Linked DNA regions of Mus musculus: region 2 is linked to region 1. A link is a contact called in public promoter capture Hi-C data. All regions are on one chromosome and are shown on one strand. The core of a region is the stretch at or near the end of the contact, and the rest is flanking DNA. Distances in the headings are between cores, read along the strand shown.

Evidence for each region. Capture Hi-C pulls out chosen DNA fragments and counts their contacts.
Region 2: a promoter capture Hi-C map of pancreatic islet shows a contact between it and region 1. The contact joins the promoter of Scx here to the promoter of Gpaa1 in region 1. A contact is called at or near these places in 1 of 484 Hi-C or Micro-C datasets (nephron progenitors), 1 of 115 datasets of contacts at active chromatin or transcription factors (pancreatic cancer cells) and 2 of 9 other capture datasets (adipose tissue and pancreatic islet).

The regions. Positions count from the first base shown.
Region 1 is chr15:76,329,330-76,334,432 of GRCm38.p6, reverse strand. Gpaa1 (GPI anchor attachment protein 1) reads right to left here and starts at 3,139. Exons shown (of 12, transcript NM_010331.2): 1 at 2,970-3,139; 2 at 2,358-2,537; 3 at 2,162-2,273; 4 at 1,802-1,949; 5 at 1,622-1,723; 6 at 1,334-1,530; 7 at 1,060-1,256; 8 at 816-969; 9 at 543-638; 10 at 229-419; 11 at 1-143. The coding sequence starts at 3,043. Exosc4 (exosome component 4) reads right to left here. Exons shown (of 3, transcript NM_175399.4): 3 at 3,763-5,077. The coding sequence ends at 4,718. It also overlaps a transcript of Oplah not described here.
Region 2 is chr15:76,454,773-76,459,875 of GRCm38.p6, reverse strand. Scx (scleraxis) reads right to left here and starts at 2,438. Exons shown (of 2, transcript NM_198885.3): 1 at 1,690-2,438; 2 at 408-794. The coding sequence starts at 2,274. The coding sequence ends at 756. Bop1 (block of proliferation 1) reads left to right here. Exons shown (of 16, transcript NM_013481.2): 4 at 3,850-4,004; 5 at 4,077-4,194; 6 at 4,279-4,380; 7 at 4,456-4,668; 8 at 4,745-4,906; 9 at 4,978-5,058.

The DNA of each region.
Region 1 (5,103 bases), core at 1,890-4,389:
CAGCAGGGACCATGGTGGCAGCCAGCAGGAAGCCCAGGGAGAAATTGAGGAGAGCAATGCAACCCAGCTGCAGTGCCAGGTAGATGAGGGCCACTAGTTTCAGTGCCATCCAGCCCCTGTCTGGGACCTGTGAGTTGACCACTCTACAAGGAAAGAAACTCAAGGGTAGTTGGGAATCCGTTTGAGTATTCAGGGACCCAGCTCCAGCTGTCCGGCCCAGCTGCTCACCGGTGGGTGTTGTGTGGAAGGGCCAGGCCGGCTACATAAATCGCGAGCAGCGTCAACACAACAGCCTCGGCTTCGGCCACTGGGAAATGCTGAGTAGCTAAATGTTGGCCCAGCACAGGCAGGAAATAGAGGGCCAGACCCATGGCCTGAGAGATCAGCAGGGGTGCCGTAAGTGAGGCCAGGCCCACACCCTGCAGGACACATGGGTACTTGGAGTTAGGCCAGAGGAATAGGAGAACCCCCAAGGACGCATACCAAAGCACTGCTGGGTATGTTAAAACCCCCATCCTAAGAGCAGTAGAGTATAGCATCACCTGTGTTGGCAAGAGTGGAGTCCCGGGACTAGGGGCCTTCCCAGCCTCCTCCGGGTTGACTCCAGCCTGGTGTAACTGCATCCACAGCTCCAGAGCATAGAGCAAGTCAAGGACCCAGACAAGCCATTGGATGTGATTTGCTAGGTGGGAGATCTTAGGCTCACTTCCCTATCCCTACCATATGTAGGATGAAGGACTATCCCCCCTTTATAGTTAAAGGGATCTGAGTGAGTTTGGCCACAAGTGAGTAGCGAGCACGAGGGTGGAGGATATCTTGAGTCCAAGGACTAGGAGCAGGAAGCCCGTGGCGGGCATGTAGAGTCCGATGGAGACAAAGCGGGAGAGGGCCGGCAGCAGGTAGAAGAAGAATGACTGGTGCAGGCGCTCCAGGAGGTGGTTGAGCTTGCGGAACATGCCCTCCAGAGCCCTGCCAGGAGCACAGTCAGGTCAGGGCCAGCCACCCTCTCACCCCAGCTAGACATGACCTTGAACACGGAAAGGGGTCCAGAGAACTTACTTGCCCACTGTCGCCAAATCATACTTGTATTGGCGGAAGCTATTGATGCCGCGTAGGGTTAGTGCCTCCACTCCGTAGCGCAGAAAAAGGCCGTGGGGGCCGTGGGGCCGGCCAGAGGCCTGCCGCAGCACCATGAGTAGCAGTGTCTGCAAACCCTGCAACGGCCCTTCGAGTGACGTCCAGTCCTGGGGCTGCAGCTTTGGAGGCATGGGGACAGGATCAGACAGACTCACCCCTTCTCACGAGCCCCAGGCTCCCAAGCGGGTGGTCCCACCTTGCCCTGGAGTGTACACAACAGCCCCCCTTTCTGGCAGAAGGTCTGGAAGAGGTTGAGCAGATCAAGGTTGGGCAGCTGACCGTTGAGTCCCTCCACTGTCACATCGAGGCTGGTGACCACGTCGCTGCTCAGCTCCAGAGCTACAGCAGCCTGGATGGCTCCAGCCCTGCCCTGCAGGGGAGATGACTGTATGCCTGTAGGAGCAAGCAGTGAGCACTAGAGGGGGCACAAGGGACCGCGGTTTACTTTGAAAGAGATGGGGAGCAAGACTAGGGCTACACCTACCTGTAACATTAATGTCATGGTAGGCTTCGAGCCAAGCCTCGGTGCCCAGAAGATCATGGTCTGTTACCAGGAAAATGATATCTTTGGCCCAGTAAATCTGCCCTGGAAGCCAAAGGCAGGGTCAGCAAAGGGCCTGGGGCATTGGTCAAATCCTCCCGGACCAGAGCCCCAGAGCCTCACCTCGGAAATGGGCAGCAAGTGCCAACAACAACCCCACAGCCTGGCTATTGGTGGCATCTGGACCACAGGGTACAGTAAGCACCAGGGACTCGGTACTGGCAGAACGTGGGGCCCGCAGGATGCCATACACGTTGGTACCTGACACCATCTGCACAAAGAGTTGATGGGAAAGCCTCAGCAGACCCTCCAGCGGACAGCCTGAAGCCTGTCTTTTTTCCTGGCACTTCAATGCCCACCACTAAAGTTCTTCAGACCATCCCTCCCAGAGTTTCTTGGTTTCAGGGCACTTCAACAAGACACCCAACCCAGGCCACCCTTCCAATGTGCTTTTCTCCCAGGCACACCCCTTTCCCTCAATACATAGCGCTCGTGGGTCTCATCCGGGAAGGGTAGTTTGCGGGAGAAGCTCTGGGTGTAGACCTCCAGCCCTACGGATCGCATGGACCGTTCCAGCCAGGCTACTGGCAGAGCCCTGGAGACACAAAAGATAGCCTCTAAGTAGAGCTCCCTGGTCTCGGCCGCCCCTGAAATCCCCAGCCCGCTGCTAGGCACTCACCCCGGCTTCTTGCGGTGGGCAGCGAAGTCCCGGGCAAAGCTCCGAGCGCGGTCTCCACCTACAAACTGTTCCTCCACCATGGTGGAGCCCATGGCATTCTCAGACATGTAAGTGCGCTGGGTTAACGGCGGAAAAGCCAGCGCCAGAAACCAGGCGATCCCGGCCACGTAGCTCAGCACACTGCGAGAGAGTACAGAGTGGGCTCGGAATTAGCCCGACCTGGAACGCTAGCTCGTGGCTTCCACCATGACCCAGAGGGTCCAGCGGGATGGTCCAAGCCATTAAGAACCCGGAGCCAAAGCCGGGCAGTGGCAGCACACGCTGTTAATCCCAGCATTCAGGGGGCAGAGGCAGGTACAGGCGGATCTGAGTTCGAGGCTAGTCTGGTCTACAGAATAAGTTCCAGGACAACCAGGGCTGCACAGAGAAATCCTGCCTCCGGAAAGGAAAAAAGATCTAAGACCCTAGATCAGCGATGGATAGGGACCAGAGCTCTAAGCTCAGTGTCTGAGTGACACTTGCAAAGAGGTCGCAGACCCTGGAGCAGTAGGCGCGTGTGGAGCCACAGCAGCTCAAGTTCCCGCCAGTCCCGCCCCCTGTGCCCGCCCTCACCAGAGAGGTGTGTTAAGGCGCAAGACGATGCGGGCGAGCGCGCGCCGGCGCACCGGGTCCGACAGGAGACCCATGGCGGGGCGCGGGGCTCTGCTCTCGCGGCAGCTTGACACCTCCAAGAGCAGGGTTCCTGTCGGACCCGGCGCCCGGTGCTGCCTTAATTTCCGGTCCCAGGATCCATCGCGCCACTACTCTTGGTAGCGGCAGACGGAGTTGGGAAACCAGATTGTGCGCATGCTCACAACTGAGGTCGCCAGCTCTGCGCGTGCTCAAAACTGAGGTAGGCTGGAGAAGTACGGGATGCAGTCATGGCCAGTGGGCGGAACTGGAACCTGGGGCTGTGAAGCTGCGGGCGAGCAGCTGGAAGGCGGGACGCTGGCGGATCTCACGACAGAGCAGCGACAGTGTGCCTGCCTAAAGGTTCTCGGGAGTGTAACGCAGGTGGGTAGAGAGCTAGAACGACGAGAAAAGACTGATGCCTGCTGAAGTGAGATACTGAATGACAGTGTTGTAGCTATGACTTGAGGGACCCGTGTGAACTGAGGATTCGACGCTAAATCATTTCTGTGGATGTCATGAACCTTAAGACAGTGGGCTCACTGGCACAGTGGGCGAGTTGGTGGCCAGAGGAGATGGGTGGTGGTGGCGATGAAGGTAGTTTCTCTAAAAGGTTGCAGGGGTAAGGGCCTAAGGATAGATGGCCAAGAAGCAACAAAAGGTGGCTATCCTCCTAGAGCCCAAAGTAAGCGGGAGGAAAGGCCCAAGGAAAGAAGACATTAGTCCAGTGGTTCTTAACATTCTGACCTTTAATACCGTTCCTCATGTTGTGATGATCCTCAAACATAAAATTATTTGGCTGATTCTGAATAGCTAATTTTGCCGTTACGTCATAATGTCATCTCTTAATGATGGACACCCATAGCCAGCTGAGTGCAACCTCGGCCTTGTGCTCCTGTCCCTGATGGGCTGTGTAAGCATGGCACACTCCTTAGCTGGAGGACTTGAGTGACCAACATAGGCGAAGGGGGAAACTCCAATTTGTAAGCTGATTCCAACTTGAGTTTGTTGGTCCCCGGTTTGAACTGTGGTTAATAGAAATACCACCGACAAGTCCAAGAAGAAACTGCCCTGGGCCAGAGCCAATCAGGGAAATAGAGGGAAAGTGCCTACCATTGCAACGGTTACAGATAAATTGCTCATCACTGACCAAACCCTGTGCATCGAGATACCTCTTTGTGCCGGGCGGTGGTGGCACACGCCTTTAATCCCAGCACTCAGGAGGCAGAGGCAGGCCTGGTCTACAGAGTGAGTTCCAGGACAGCCAGGGCTACACAGAGAAACCCTGTCTCAAAAAAACAGGAAAAAAAAAAAGATAACTTTGCGAAATAAGGCAACTGACAGGCAGGAGACCCCTGCTCCCTGATCAAACTAGTATAAAAACCCTGCCTAATTGAGGCTCAGGGCTCTCAGCACAAATCTGGTGTGTTGGAGGAGTCTGAGGTCCAAGCTTAAGGGTGAAGAAAGTCTGAATTCGCATGCAGATTCATACTCCCAGGGGTCTTTGCGGACCCTAATATCTGGGCAGGCACAACAGGTGCACCCTTGCTCTTCCTAGCACAAGTGCTCTCTCCACTTAGGGACTGCACTATAAACTGCGCTGTAGGGCCCTGAGCAGCTTTTAAGTGCTGTACAGTAAGGTGTACTCGGGAGAAGAACAGGCCTTTATTCTGGAAAGGGGTGGTTGCCACTCAGTCCCCCAGTGAGACAGAGGCCTCCTGCACGTGCTGTCGGACGACAAGGTCCAGCAGAGTGTGCACACCTCGGGCCGCCTGGGCAGCAGCCTCTAGCACCTGCTCCAAGTGGTCTTCGTGCAGCCTCGAGTCCATCTCAAGCAGTGCGATCTGGCCGGAGGCGGGCAGCAGGGCCAGGGCGAGCTGGGGCCCTCCAGCTGCTTCCTCCACGTGGCTGAGGTCCGCTAGTGCTGTGCCATCCACAAAGCCAGCTGAACATGCGCATACAAAGTCCCGCATAGGTATCCCAGCATCCATCACTGCTAGCGTGGCTGCATTCACACATGCTGCGTAGGTCCCACCATCTGCTTGCAGCACCTACAGGGGGCATCAAGACATCTGAT
Region 2 (5,103 bases), core at 1,189-3,688, 130 kb before region 1:
GTAGCTGCTATTCGGATGGTATCCTCGGGCCCATCTAGGCCTGCTAGCCTGCTTGGCTGACAGCAGTGCTTATTCCCTGTACCCATTTTTAATGGAACACTGCTGGTGAAACCAAACATCCCCGTGCCTAGGTCCCCATCTGATCCCCTCATCGGAGGAGGCAGGGCTGCTGTGTTGCTTGCTGCTATTTACCATGAGCCAAGTGGGCTTGCCCTCTCCTCTCTCCTTCTATCTCAGTCACCACACAGCGCCTCTCCCCCTTCCCTGCTCCCTACACACACACACACACACACATATACCCCTGGTACAAACTCCTGATAGGTGATCTAACCCTGTCCTCACTCTGGGAAGATGGGGTGAGAGAGCTAGGGTCATAGTGAGTTCACATCCTTTCAAGAGGGTAGTCTGCCTCAATTTGGAAGATACTGTTTCATTTTTAATTATACAAAATTTCCAGACTTTATATTATCATATTAAAGACACAAGATGCCAACACTTGGCCCAGGTAGAGAGCCAGCATGGAAAGTCCCAGTGGGCCTGGGTCAGTGTTCGGCTGCTTAGAGTCAAGCCATCACCCGCCTGTCCATCTCTCTGTTCATAGGCCCTGCTCATAGCTGGGGCAGGTCTGGCCTGGTGAGCGTGCTCTTGGGGACCTGCGCTCAGATCAGGTCCAAAGTGGGGCTCTCCGTGACTCTTCAGTGGCATCCACCTTCACTAGTGGCATCACCTCTTGGCTGCTGTGGACCCTCCTCCTTCTAACTTCGAATCGCCGTCTTTCTGTCACGGTCTTTGCTCTGCAGAGGGGATGGGGGTGTGTCAGGGTCTGAGTGGAGACTTAGTGTCACCCAGCACTGCCCGAACCTTCCTGGCTTCCTGTTGGGGGCACTGCCTGTGCTAGGGCACCCCATCCCGGGCTCCTGCCACCCCCACAGTGCATTTTGGGGAGGGGAGTATACTGCTGCAGAGCCGAAACTGTAAAATTAAATTTCCCAGATGTTCAGGCCCCAGGAGCTTGCGCGTGCTGTCTGGAGAGGAAATGGGGATTGGGGAAAGCCGTTGTATTTTTTCCCTGCTCACCCTGCTTTTCCGGTGCCACCAAGTGCGGCCAGAGCAGTAAATCATGGCTGGCCAGCATCTCTCAGTTCAGCCTTCTCCCCTAGCCCCTCTACTGCAGGTCTCAGTAGACCAGGGGAGAGGCAGCAGGTGCCCATAAGCCTTGGGGTGGAGGTGGGCTGCGGGGGCGGAGGGGTAGTGGCACATCAGCCTAGTGGGGGCATCCCTTTGACTGCCTCACTGTTTCACATTGTTCCCCTCTGGATGGAAGCGTATAGATATACTTCTTACTTCTTGAATTCACCTCCTTTCACTTCTCAACTTGATGGGAAACGAGCCTGAAAGTAAGGCCCCTCTGCCCTGCCAGGTTCCTGCTGCCTGCCCTCCCTCCCGGAACTTCTGGGTGGCCCATCTCAGCATTACTTCTTGATCCTGTATTTGCAGGTCCCTATGACCACTACCAATGGGAGTCTGTGTCCCAAGGTATGGCTCCTCTGTGCCCTTCCCTCCTTTGGGCACAGCTTTGTTGGCAGGTGTAGATGCTAGGGAATGCTGCCCCTGCCCTGCACCTCTCTGCCTGGCAGGTGTGGGCTGGTGAGTACATCGGGGCCCCTCGGTGCTCCCAGCCCTGCTCACCAACTTTCTCTGGTTGCTGAGGCAGAAGGTGCAGATCTGTTTGGGCTGGGTGTTCTCGCCGCCGTCTCTGGCCAGTGGTGGTGGCGGCGGCGGCGGTGGCAGTGGGCTGCCCGCACGACCGCTGTGGAAGAAAGCGGGTCCCGAGTGGCATGGTTGCCCGTCGCCACAGGCCTCACCCACCAGCAGCACATTGCCCAGGTGAGAAATGTAGCTGGAGGCCAGGCGCAGCGTCTCAATCTTGGAGAGCTTGCGGTCCGCTGGCTCGGTGGGGATGAGTGTGCGCAGCGCAGTGAAGGCCGTGTTCACGCTGTTGGTGCGGTCCCGCTCGCGCGCATTCGCTGTGTGCCGCTGCCGGGGCTCGCGGCCTGGCCGCCCCCCGGGTCCTGGCCCGCTACCCGCGGCCCTCCGTCCTCCTGCCCGCCGCCGGGCGCCCTGGAGGCCACAGCGCGCAGCATGCACACGGCAGGGTTTCTCGTCGGAGCCCGAGCTCTCGCTTCCGCGGTCCTCATCCTCCGACAGCGGGCTCACCTCAGGGTACAGGTAGCGACCCGGCGGCGGCGCTGAACGCAGCATGGCGAAGGACATGGGCCGGGCAGGGGGCGCGGCGTCAGCTCCACCGTGCGCTGCTCATGCCGCCTCTTTAGGTCCCCACAGGCCGCCGGGCCAGGGGTCTCCGCTGCGCCCCGCGGTGGCGGCTGCCGGGTGAGGCGGGCACATGTGTTCGGACTGGAGTGGGGCCGCCAGCCGAGCAGTGCCTTTATAGCAGTCAGCTCCTCCCCCGCGCCTGGCCTCCGCCTCCCTTTCTGGCCTGGAGGAGTTTACTCAGAGCTCGTGCGTGCACCTTTTCCCTTTTAATAGCCGTGCCTAGAGGGCCCCCGAGCATCTTTCTGGTTGGAGCGTTTCTGGGGTGCTACTAGTGCCCCAAGACAATGGTGCCCATCCCACCCATTCTACAGGGCAGAAGAGAATAAATCAAGAATCAAGAGGCTTTCTCTCCTGGCATGCCTAAGTTCACCCAGCTGCCCTGGCCCTGAGTGCCTGGCCACACCCTGTCTGACTCTCCTTCCATGTGCACTTGGGTCTTTTGTGCCAGGCCGTGTGTGTGTGTGTGTGTGTGTGTGTGTGTGTGTGTGTGTGTGTGTGTATGTGAGAGAGAGAGAGAGAGAGAGAGAGTGTGTGTGTGTGTGCACTCATGGGGGTGACTCCAGCAGTAGCAGTCTAGAAATGGGTGTGTGTGGTTGGCATGACTTGACTCCATGGCCTGTGCCTTGTGCCAGATCTTACCCCTTTGACCCATCCTGCTTGGGGGCCCCACCCCCATCCTTGCTGTATGCTTCATGGGGCTTCTCAAAGCCAGTGCACACGTGGATAAGAGCTAAGATCGGCACCTCTCCATCCCTCCAGTTCGGAAGTGGCCCTCAAGGTGGAGAGCGTACAGCAAGAGCATGGGGCATTTCTGGGCTGGTGTGGACAGGTGCAGTGGGACGAGGCCCAAGGGGTCTTGCTGAGGGGCTGCTGGCACTCATCTGTGCTAGTTATGTCTGGGCCCCTCCTCCCTGTGGCTACTGTTGCAGGAAGTGGCCGCCTGGGCAGCAGTCCCCAGGCTGGGAGGAGTGAGGGTGGTGGTGGCTGGCAGGGGCTGAAACCAGGAATGTGTGTCCAGGAATGTGGCTGCTCTGCCCACTGAAATGGGAGGGGGAGGATCAGTGGTGCTGGAAGGGGGTCCTTGACCACCTGCCGAGCAGAACAGGTTTGTCTCCCTGAGGTTGGGGTGGGGTCTTCCCATGGTTCCTGCCTTGTAAACTACCCACTTGTACCTAAGGCTTTTGCCAGGGGAGGGAGCCCATAGGCGATGAGGTCATCCCTGTCTGTGGCTGCCCAGAGCCTTGGCCAAGGAATCCAGTGAGGGGGGAGGCTAGGGTTGGCATCACTTCAGTGGAAAATGTGAAGGTAAAGCTCAGGCGCCTCCGAGGGCTTGGGGGAGGGGCATAGCACCCCTGCCGCGCCACGTCAGACATCGGGGCCAAGGCTAGGGCGGATTTTGGGTCACTTGGCTTCTGGGCACTTGAGGCTGATCTTGAGTGGCTCTTCTGCCCTTGGGTGGTTTGAAGAGGATCAAGCATGGCAGGGACAGGTGCTGACGTGGTGACTATGCTACAGGACATTCGGAACACTGTGGGCAATGTGCCCCTGGCATGGTACGATGAATTCCCACATGTGGGTTATGACCTGGATGGCAAACGTATCTACAAGCCCCTGCGGACACGAGATGAGCTCGACCAGTTTCTGGACAAAATGGATGACCCAGATTTCTGGTGAGTTGGACCTTGGGTCGGGACCTGTGGTCCCTCAAGCCTGGAGTATGGCCCTGACTGGCTTTCCCTCAGGCGCACTGTGCAAGACAAGATGACAGGGCGTGATCTGCGGCTAACTGATGAGCAGGTTGCCCTGGTACACCGGCTTCAGAGAGGCCAGTTCGGAGATTCAGGCTTCAATCCCTATGAGGTAGGCAACAACGGTTGGCCCTACAGTCTGAAGTCCATGAACGCCCTGCCCCCCCCAACCTAACATCTTTGCCTCTCTCCATAGCCAGCTGTGGACTTCTTCAGCGGTGACATCATGATCCACCCTGTGACCAACCGCCCAGCTGACAAGCGTAGTTTCATCCCATCCCTAGTTGAAAAGGAGAAGGTGGGAACCCTGGTATCCTCCTCCTGCACACTCTAAGGTCTCCACGCTGCCACCTGACCTTACCTTTGTGTGCAGGTGTCTCGAATGGTACATGCCATCAAGATGGGGTGGATCAAGCCTCGACGGCCCCACGACCCCACCCCTAGCTTCTATGACCTGTGGGCCCAGGAGGATCCGAATGCTGTGTTGGGACGCCACAAGATGCATGTGCCTGCCCCCAAGCTGGCCTTGCCTGGCCATGCCGAGTCTTACAACCCACCTCCCGAGTACCTGCCCACTGAGGAGGAGGTGGGCCTGCGCTGAGGTGGGTGTGGGCCCCGGCCATGTTTCCCGATCCCTTCTCACCTGCCTCCTGTCTCCCCAGCGCTCGGCGTGGATGCAGCAGGAGCCTGTGGAGAGGAAGCTTAACTTCTTGCCACAGAAATTCCCCAGCTTGAGGACAGTGCCTGCTTACAGCCGCTTCATCCAGGAGCGTTTCGAGCGCTGCCTCGATTTGTATCTGTGCCCACGGCAACGCAAGATGAGGGTACGTGAGACAGCCCGCACAGGTCCTGGGGGAGTGTAGTGTGAAGGTGATGCTCAGTGCTCTTTTCCCAGGTGAATGTGGACCCCGAAGACCTCATCCCCAAACTCCCTCGGCCAAGAGACCTTCAGCCTTTCCCTGTGTGCCAGGCCCTCGTAAGTGTGGAGTCAGAGGTGCAAACGCCCTCCGGTGTCTGTGTG